3 separate regions of the Mus musculus genome follow, and regions 2 and 3 are each linked to region 1. Evidence: chromatin contacts called from public HiChIP or PLAC-seq and Micro-C data. All regions are on one chromosome and are shown on one strand. The core of a region is the stretch at or near the end of the contact, and the rest is flanking DNA. Distances in the headings are between cores, read along the strand shown.

Evidence for each region. Hi-C and Micro-C count contacts between places; a contact is called where the count stands out from the background. HiChIP or PLAC-seq counts read pairs in DNA pulled down with a chosen protein or histone mark.
Region 2: a Micro-C map of embryonic stem cells shows a contact between it and region 1, with 4 times the contacts expected there. The contact joins the promoter of Irf5 here to the promoter of Mirc35hg in region 1. A contact is called at or near these places in 3 of 484 Hi-C or Micro-C datasets (all in embryonic stem cells) and 1 of 115 datasets of contacts at active chromatin or transcription factors (embryonic stem cells).
Region 3: an HNF4G HiChIP or PLAC-seq map of pancreatic cancer cells shows a contact between it and region 1. The contact joins the promoter of Tnpo3 here to the promoter of Mirc35hg in region 1. A contact is called at or near these places in 3 of 39 promoter capture datasets (frontonasal cranial neural crest, liver and second pharyngeal arch cranial neural crest), 1 of 484 Hi-C or Micro-C datasets (embryonic stem cells) and 1 of 115 datasets of contacts at active chromatin or transcription factors (pancreatic cancer cells).

The regions. Positions count from the first base shown.
Region 1 is chr6:30,172,786-30,175,635 of GRCm38.p6, forward strand. Mirc35hg (microRNA cluster 35, host gene) reads right to left here and starts at 1,340. Exons shown (of 2, transcript NR_126540.1): 1 at 895-1,340.
Region 2 is chr6:29,525,184-29,528,033 of GRCm38.p6, forward strand. It overlaps Irf5 (interferon regulatory factor 5), which reads left to right and starts at 1,442. Exons shown (of 9, transcript NM_012057.4): 1 at 1,442-1,591.
Region 3 is chr6:29,608,352-29,611,201 of GRCm38.p6, forward strand. It overlaps Tnpo3 (transportin 3), which reads right to left and starts at 1,498. Exons shown (of 23, transcript NM_177296.5): 1 at 1,015-1,498. The coding sequence starts at 1,134.

The sequences.
Region 1 (2,850 bases), core at 90-2,589:
CAATAGGGCACCCGCCCCCCATCTCTGTCCCTAATCTCCTAATCAGAATTGCATCCCTTGCGCTAGCAGATCTTTCTACTTAGTGTAGGGGTGCCAAGGATGAAGGAAGGGCTCAGCCTGTAGGGCTCCGCAGAACTGAGCGATCCCTGATGCCTGGGCTGCATCGCCACTGCCGGTAACTATTGGATACACCGACTAGTAAAACATCCGAGACATGTTCCGGGGGCAGGATTCTGGGGACCTGGGAGCAGCCCTTGCTAACCGAATTGGTTCGGACTCAGAACTGGTATCCGCTTGCTCCAGGCCGGAGGATACAGAAGGAAGGCAAGCTGAGTTCTTGGACCAGCTTTTCCCAGGGGACTGGGCGGGGCAGGCTCCGGGCCACGGAAGCGATAACCAACCTGCAGTGAAACCCTGAGAAGGGGCTGGAGAAACCAGCTCGACGCAGGAACGCTCCCCAGCCCGCGTCGCGGCCAGCCTCCCGGCCTTGCACTTCCTCCCAGGCCCAACAGGGCGGCGAAACTCCCGGGACCCCAGCCGAATTCCTCCGGGAGGCGACATTAGGGCGGGCAGCATCAGGCACCGAGCCAAACCCAACCTAGGCTCAAAATGCCCCCCGCTTTCTTCCCGCCCCGGGAACCGCACTGGATGCGGTGCACATGGTACTGAGGGCCCCGTCCCCTGGCACCTCGCCGGCATCCCCGCCAAAAGGCCAAGGAAGTCAGGAATTCACAGTGCCGCGTCATCCCCGAAGGCCACAGCCACGACGTGGCCTCTGCTTGCCCCTCCGGCCGCCCACAAAACTGGGTGCTAGAACTGTTGGCCCTCCGGCACCCGCTCCACCTTCTCCCTGGCCCAGCACTGGCTCCGCCCGGCCCCGCCCCGCACACTCACCTGCGCCGGCTCCGGGCTGGGCTCACCGCCGCCTCCCAGCTCTGCTCCGAGTCCACACCCGAGGAACTAGGCAAAAAAAGGGCCCTCGTTTGGAGCGGGCCCAATGGACAGAACTTGAGGCGTGCCCAGGTTGAGCCGAGAGCGGCGCCCCAAATCACCAGGACCTTGGCGGGAGGAGGTGGCGCCGGAGCGCGGAGCCCAGCGGGGGAACAAAGAGGAGCCGGGATGGGGCCGCGCGCTTCCTGGGTGTCGGGTGACAGGTCTGCAGGGGAAGGCCCCGGCCGAGCCACCTGAGGAGGAGCCTCTTCCACGCAGCAGGCGGGGTAGGGCTGAATGGTCACCGAGCCCCAGAGGCAGACGAAAGGGGTGCACCAGGTGTGACGATCGTGTTCAAGGAAGGAGGCTAGCAGGCTCCGGCGCCGAGACCCGGGGGCTCGACGGAGTGCAGAGATAATGACTCCGGGAGGGTTTTACCGCCCCCAGCGCCCCGCCCGCCCCCCGCGCCGCGCCATTGGCTCAGGTGCTGTGGGGCGGGGGAGGGACGGGAGGCGGACCGAAGATGATTCACCTTGAATGTTGCTCCGGTTGGTGCGCGTCGTAGGGCACGCCCGACCGGGACTGCGGATACGTCGCGAGCCCCGCCTGTTCGCCGAACCCAGCTGGGTTTGGCCCCTAAGGGGTCCCGCTGCCCACTCGCTGTTCTAGCCTCCTACCTTGGGCTGGGGTGCCGCCGGCCGAGGTGTGCCCCGATGCCCTACCATCCCACCTCCCTCTGAACCCCTTGCTAGCCAAGGTGTGTGTAGCACAGCAAACTTGGAAATCCGACTCTGGGCTGGGGGAGGGGAAGTGCGTTTGGAGGCCAGGAGTACTGTGGGACCACACTAGACGGTACTCTGCAGCCGGAGAACTGGCCACAGTCTGTTCTGCCTCGGTGGGAGCACCCTGGCCCGAAGGTAGAGAGTTGGAGTGGGCACCAGAGGCTCGCCACTCGTCCTAACCCACCTTTGCCTAGCCCTGAAGCCTCACAGGTGTCTGGCCGCCGCCGCCGCAGGGAACAAAGACCGCCTGTCCCGGAAGGGGGAGGGGAAGGGAAGCCACCCCCAGACCCCTTCCCATCTCCCTTCCTGCCCCTCCACTGCCGCAGTGGCTCCCCCGGGAGGGGGCGGGGCCATCTGGAACGAGGACGGGGATTAGATCCCTCGGAACCTTCTTAGCTAGGATGCCACCCCGGAGCCTCTGGGGAGGAGCAGAGTTAAGGTACACCCTAGCTGTCTCGTTTGAAGTGGCCTCTTCCTTCTCCCCAGCATCCTGAGACCAGAGAGTGCGCACATCCCCCTCCCCTGCTTTGAGCGCCCTCCCATTCCCTGCCGCGCCCGGCTGCCCCAGACGGCAACCACAGTTCAAAACCAGATTAAAATAAAACGTTAATCCGCCTTCCTCCCTTTTAGCTCCTAGTTCTCCCAATGAATCCGGGCAGGTCTGACCGCCTAGAAGCCTCTAAAACCGGGTGTGGGGGTGGGGTGGGGCTTAGCTGATGTTCCCACCAAACTAAAGGGCCCTTGCGCTGAGACTGAAAACCTTGAGCTCAAGCGAAGTAAATGGATTAGGGGAACCGAGCCCCTGGATTCCTCCCTCCCCTGCTGTCTGCCAGGGTCCGAGAATGACGCTGCAGATACGAACCCTTCTAGATACTCAGCTCCTGGGCAAGACCTGCTTCAGCCATGGATGTTACAGACAGATGGCTCCGGAGGCAAGACCCACCCCAAGGCAGGAAGGCCAGGACCCGCTTGTCCCTCTCCCAGCACAGTTGGGGATGGGACGTGATGCACCAGAACCGAACAGGAAGAGCAGGGCACGACCCGACAGACCTCAGGGGGGTGTGGTGACTCTACATTAACCCTCCCTGTCCCGCCTCCTTCCCTTTCCATCCCTGTGGCCCTGAACCTCACTGCCGGC
Region 2 (2,850 bases), core at 192-2,691, 650 kb before region 1:
AACTGGCTGAAGTTGTCCTCTGACATACTCATGCTTATGTGTACCCACAGATGTACACACAAAATAAATGTAATAACATTTTAATTTAACAATTCATTCAGAATATTTGTGTATTAAAAATATCTCTAGGACCGAAGAGATAGCTTGGTAGTTAAGAGCATCTGCTGTTCTTGCAGTAGACCTGGATTCAGATCTCAGCACCCACACCCCCTCGCTCACAACAGTCTCTAACTCCAGTTCCAGAGAATCCAGCGCCCTCTTCTGGTCTCTGCAGGAACTGCATGTTCACGATGCACATGCATGCTGACAAAATACTCATATACATAAAAAATAAAATAAATCACTAAAAAGAATTAAGATGGTAAACATTTAAAATATATGTGCTTATATCTTTAGTTAAGCTGCCTGCGATGCTACACCAAATCTCAGCTACTCAAGGCATCTGAGCCAGGAAAATCGTTTGATTCCTGGAGTTGGAGACCAGCACCGGCAACACAACTTTTTACCCTTAAAAGAGTTAAAACCCAAGAAACAAATACAATAACCCTTTAGAATTATGACAGGGCAGAGAAGGCAGGCACTTAGTAGCACAGTGCTTGCTTAGAATGTGCAAGGTCCTGGGTTCCATTATCAGTAAAATACAAATATAAAAATAAAAATTACTATAGATCATGAACCATGCAAGACAGGGTTGGTTCCCAACTAAGCTGAATTTCAGTGGAAATTAGACGTTAAAATCATATGGAAAAATCAAACGGAAAGACTCTGGAAGTCGTCTCCACCCCTCCTCCAAACCAATCAACAAATTACACCAAAACACAACAAACCAAAAGCTGACTCAAGGAAGGGGTAGACCTTCCTGGAAAAAACACTTAGACTATCAAATAATATGATGCTGACCCAAAAGTTGAAGAGTGAGAATCAGCGAATAATGTTCCTACATGAACAGGATGTGTGGAAGTTGAGGCCAGCATCGACTCGGACAGGAAGGCCCGTTTATGGAACCGGGAGGTCGGGGTGGGGGTGGGAACCCGCTCAAAGGGCAAACCCAAACCACGGTGAAGGTAAGGGCAAAAGAAGAGGTGGGCTTGTCAGTCACATGGTGAGTTGGAGCGGTCCGGAGGGCCAGTGTTAAGGCTGAGGAGACAGAGTGGCCCAAGGTATGTTGAAAGGGAGCTCTCAGGGGTCTCCCAATGCCCTGGAGTGTGGCTCCATCGACGCCCGCGCGCAGCGGATCTCCAGCTCCAGGCGGGCGCGGACTAGGTGAGGACAGGCTACAGGGTATCTGGGGACTGGGTGATGGATGACTCTGTCTCCCCGGATTCCCAAAGGAGCCCGGCGAGGGGCGCCGAGCTGTCTGCGGTCTCGCGGAGGCCCCGGGCTTCCCCGCGGTGGGCGGTGGATGGGTAGGGGCCCGGGGCGCGGGGTGGTGGCGAGGGGCGGGGCGGGGCGCTGCCCCGGGCGGGGGCGGCGCGATGCGGAAGTGCGGGGCGGGCTGGGCGACCCGCGGGCGGTGCAGCTCGGCGAGAGCTCAGCTCGGCCGCAGCGCCAGGCCGGGGCTCCAGGCTCCCCGCGGGCGCACAGCAAACAGGTAGGTCCCGGGGCTGTGGGCTGTGTTGGGCTCCTCGCCCCGAGGGCGGTGGGAACAGCCCCGGGCTTCAGCCAAGCCACGGCTCCGACCCACGGCGACCTGCACGCCCCGGGCACCTGCCAACGGGGCCAGCGGGGTCGGGATCCCGCTCCTCCGCGGTGGGCGATGATCGAAGGCGGCGCCGGGCCAGCGCGAATGGCTCCAAGGCGCTCCGCACCAGGCCAGCTCGGAGTGCCGGGCTCCGGCCGCCAACGTTCGCATGCTCGGGGAAAGTCCCAAGGGCCCAGTGGACATCCCCACTGCGCCTCGCCAGGGTCAAGGATGCCAAGCGCCCTGTCACAGTCTGGCGGGGACCAGGGAGGAGCGAGTTTCCGACCCCGACCCTGTCGGCACACAGCTCGTCTCTCCTCCCCGGCCACACCTCACTTTTTCGACTAAAGAGGTTGAGGTGTCAAGCAGCGATCCCTCCCAAGGATCTTAAAGCCAAGGACAGGAATCTGTGGGAATAGAGTTTGAGGGGAGACGTTGTCAAATAGAGGCTCTGCTCCTTGACTCGTAGCTCAAAAGGGGACGACGATTTATTCTTAGCTGTTGAGAAGAATCGGGGCGGGGGCTGATTAATGCTTGGTCTAGTTTCTTGACGGCCTGCCCCTAAACTTAAGAAGTAACAACTTAGAATCTGAACGTGAAGGGAAAGTGTAGTTGGGCCGAAACGCAGGCGGAGAGATGTCCCGGGCCAGTATTCGCCCTCGGTGCAGATGTCTCCCAGACTCCAGGTGTCTCTCGAACCTCCAGAGGACCCAGAGCGGGTACCTAGTAGCAGGGGTGGAAGTGGGGGCTTTCTTGGCCTCCTCCTGGCATAGCAAGGCGGACACGTCCCGGTCCAGAGGAGCGGACCAGGAACGGACACTAAGCCAGTAACCCCGCGATGACTCCAGGGGCTGACCCAGGTTCCTTCCCACCCCCACCCCCCTTCCCTCCGCGTTATGCCCCGGGTGGAGTCTGCCGGGATGATCAGGAGGGAACGACCTGGCCTGAACTCCAAAGTGAGGATAAGTGATCAGGACCAGAAAGGATGTGGACGGGGCTGACGGAGGCTGGAGAGGCTAAAAGCCTCGCATGAGGACCTGTGTGATACAGTACAGCATTCGCCCTCTCTACTCCCTAAGCTCCTGGCTAAAGTCTAGGAAAGAGATAGGTAGGAGACCACTCCTATTAACTAAAAGTCCTTCGGGGGTTTTCCCTTGAACTCTGGCCTT
Region 3 (2,850 bases), core at 248-2,747, 560 kb before region 1:
ATTTAAGAAGATACAGCACCATTAAACATCAGTTATGAGTTAAACAGAAAAGGGAGAGCAAGCATTTCATGTTTGTGAGTATAAAATGAAATAATGAATAAAGGGTGAAGAGAGAGAGAGAGAGCTAGAGATGTAGGCAGGACTGGATCCCCAGCACCAAACACAAGGAAAAGAAAAAGAAAGTAGGTACTTAGTCTGTTAAGAGGCTCCTTAGTTTTCAAAGAATTTCACAGTTCATAGACTAAAACCTAAACACTGTCAGCAAAATCACAAGCTATTAAAATTCATAAAAAATAAAAACATAGCAAAGGTGAGTGTGAAAAATCATGGAAGAAAATACAAAGTGTGAGTCAAAAAATGAAAAAACATGAGCCCAAAAATTTAACATGTGGAAATACGATAGATACAACACACACTCCACCACATGCTCACAAAAATATGGACTAATTAATATAGCTATGATAGCCATCTTACAAATAAAAACGTACAGGCAGAAGAAATACAGTAGGAATCTGATATAAAACAAAAGAACTACAAAGATTTCCTGAAACCATAACTAATTTTTCTTTATATTACGTTGCACTCCAATGAGAGGAGAAAATTTGTACGAACACGAATCTAGAAGCCTGAGAAATTTCGAGAATAACACGAATGAAAATCGGCAAGGGACACTGAGGGGTGAGTAAGGCTGCCAAAGGGAAGGTATTGCCAGATGCAACTCTTGAATACGGAAGGTGTACCAAAAGCACTTAAAGGAGAGCCAGACCACAAGCGAGACGTACAGAACTACAAAACGGATTCCACAGACGAGGGAAAGGGCCCGTTCGTGACCAATCAGTTGCCACTGGTTTCCGAAAGGCAGCACATCTGTGGCTGCTCAGCCCCACCCCGCGGCACCAGCTCCTTCGGAAAGAGGATCTCCCACTGCCAAGCGCTCCACTCAAGCGGAGAACCATCCCATCCCACTCGGCCCTGGTCCCGCGCGGCTCAGAACGGACTCTCCCCGAACCTCACCGAACGCTGCAGCTCCCCAAGCCAAAACGAGGCGCGCTCCTTTCCGCTGGGATCCGGGTCGTGGTAAAGCGCTTGCACCGCCTGGTACACGAGCTGCAAGGTTGGCTTGGCTCCCTCCATGCTGGCGGGAGCGGCGGCGATGACAGCAAAGAGCCCGATACTCCTCCCTAGGCTTCCGCTTGCTCTGCCTTCAAGCGTCCTCACTGTCTCGGCCACAGCCGCTCCCTGACTGGCGCCATCTCCTCCTTTCTGGCCGTTACCAGGGAAGGGGGGTTCCTCGTGGAAGTTGCCCCCTCGGAAACAGCGGAGAGGTCGCTTTCAGGTTCCTGCCTCCTTTTTGTCTTGTCTTCCCGCCAGAATCGCAGACTCTCGAGTCCGGACACGGGTTCTGGCTTCTGCACCTCCCGCCTTGCTCGCAGAGGCCTACCTCCGCATGACACGAACCACGCAGCGAGCCGAAGCAGGGCTTCCCCGGGCCGGAAGTGGCCGTCCGTAGACTTTGGCACACTTCCGCCTGGTGCACCACAAACTGCCTCCTTCCCGGCACGCCTCCTCTTGTTTCCCCCGCCTCCTCCCGGAAGTGACCCTGCCGGACTAGGAGAACCAAGGGGAAGTAGGCACAAGGTAGTCAGTCTCCTAGGTGCGTAAGTCTTTATTTGAGCTTCAAGTCTGGCTACTCTTAACGTTCCTGACCAAATCTTATCTCGTCAGCAAGGAATCCAAAGTCTTTCCTCCCGGTTCCTACTTCTTCACCCGTCTCCAAGGAGTGTTTAAGAAACATCAGTTCAGCCGGGCGTGGTGGCGCACGCCTTTAATCCCAGCACTCGGGAGGCAGAGGCAGGCGGATTTTTGAGTTCGAGGCCAGCCTGGTCTACAGAGTTCCAGAACAGCCAGGGCTACACAGAGAAACCCTGTCTCAAAAAAAAAAAAAAAAAGAAAGAAAGAGAGAGAGAGAGAGAGAAAGAAAGAAAGGAAGAGAGCCTGTAATCTCAGCTCTTGGAAGTTAGCCACAACACCATCAGGAGGAATTCAAGACCAGCCTCTAATACGTGGAACTCTGTCTCTTTAAAAAAAAAAACCAAAAAAAAAAAAAAAAAAAACAGCCAAGCGGTGATGGCAGACAGGTTTAATCCCAGCACTCTGGAGTCAGAGGCAGGCCTAACTCTTGAGTTTGGACCAGCCTAGTCTACAGAGCAAGTTCCTGGACAGCCAGGAATACACAAAGAGACCTTGTCTCAGAAAATAATTAACAAATAAATAAATAAATGACAAACAAAATCAACTGTCTAGCAATCCTCAGTTAACATGCCAGTTTCCCAATATTGCTGCTTCACTAAAAATAACTGTTAGTATCTAATGAAGGCTGACCATGTGTAATGTAATGTAATGTAGTGAAAGATTAACAACCTTCCAAAATAAGTCCTTTTTTAATGAAATAGTTTTGGTTTGCTTATTTGTTTGTTTGTTTGTTTGTTTGTTTCGAGACAGGGTTTCTCTGTGTAGAGGGCCCTGGCTGTTCTGGAACTCACTCTGTAGACCAGGCTGGCCTCGAACTCAGAAATCCGACTGCCTCTGCCTCCCGAGTGCTGGGATTAAAGGCGTGCGCCACCACGCCCAGCTCTAATGAAATAGTTTTAAAGACTTATTTTTATGTGTATGAGTGTTTTGCCTACATATTTATGCATGTGCAACTTGGTCCTGGAGGAGTTACCGTGTGAGCTGCTATATAGATCCTGAGAATTGAGTGTGGGTTCTCTACAAGATCAGTGAGTGTGTCAACTCTCCAGCTCCTAAACCTCATTTTAAAAGATGAGAATTTAAAGCTGTTCATGCTGG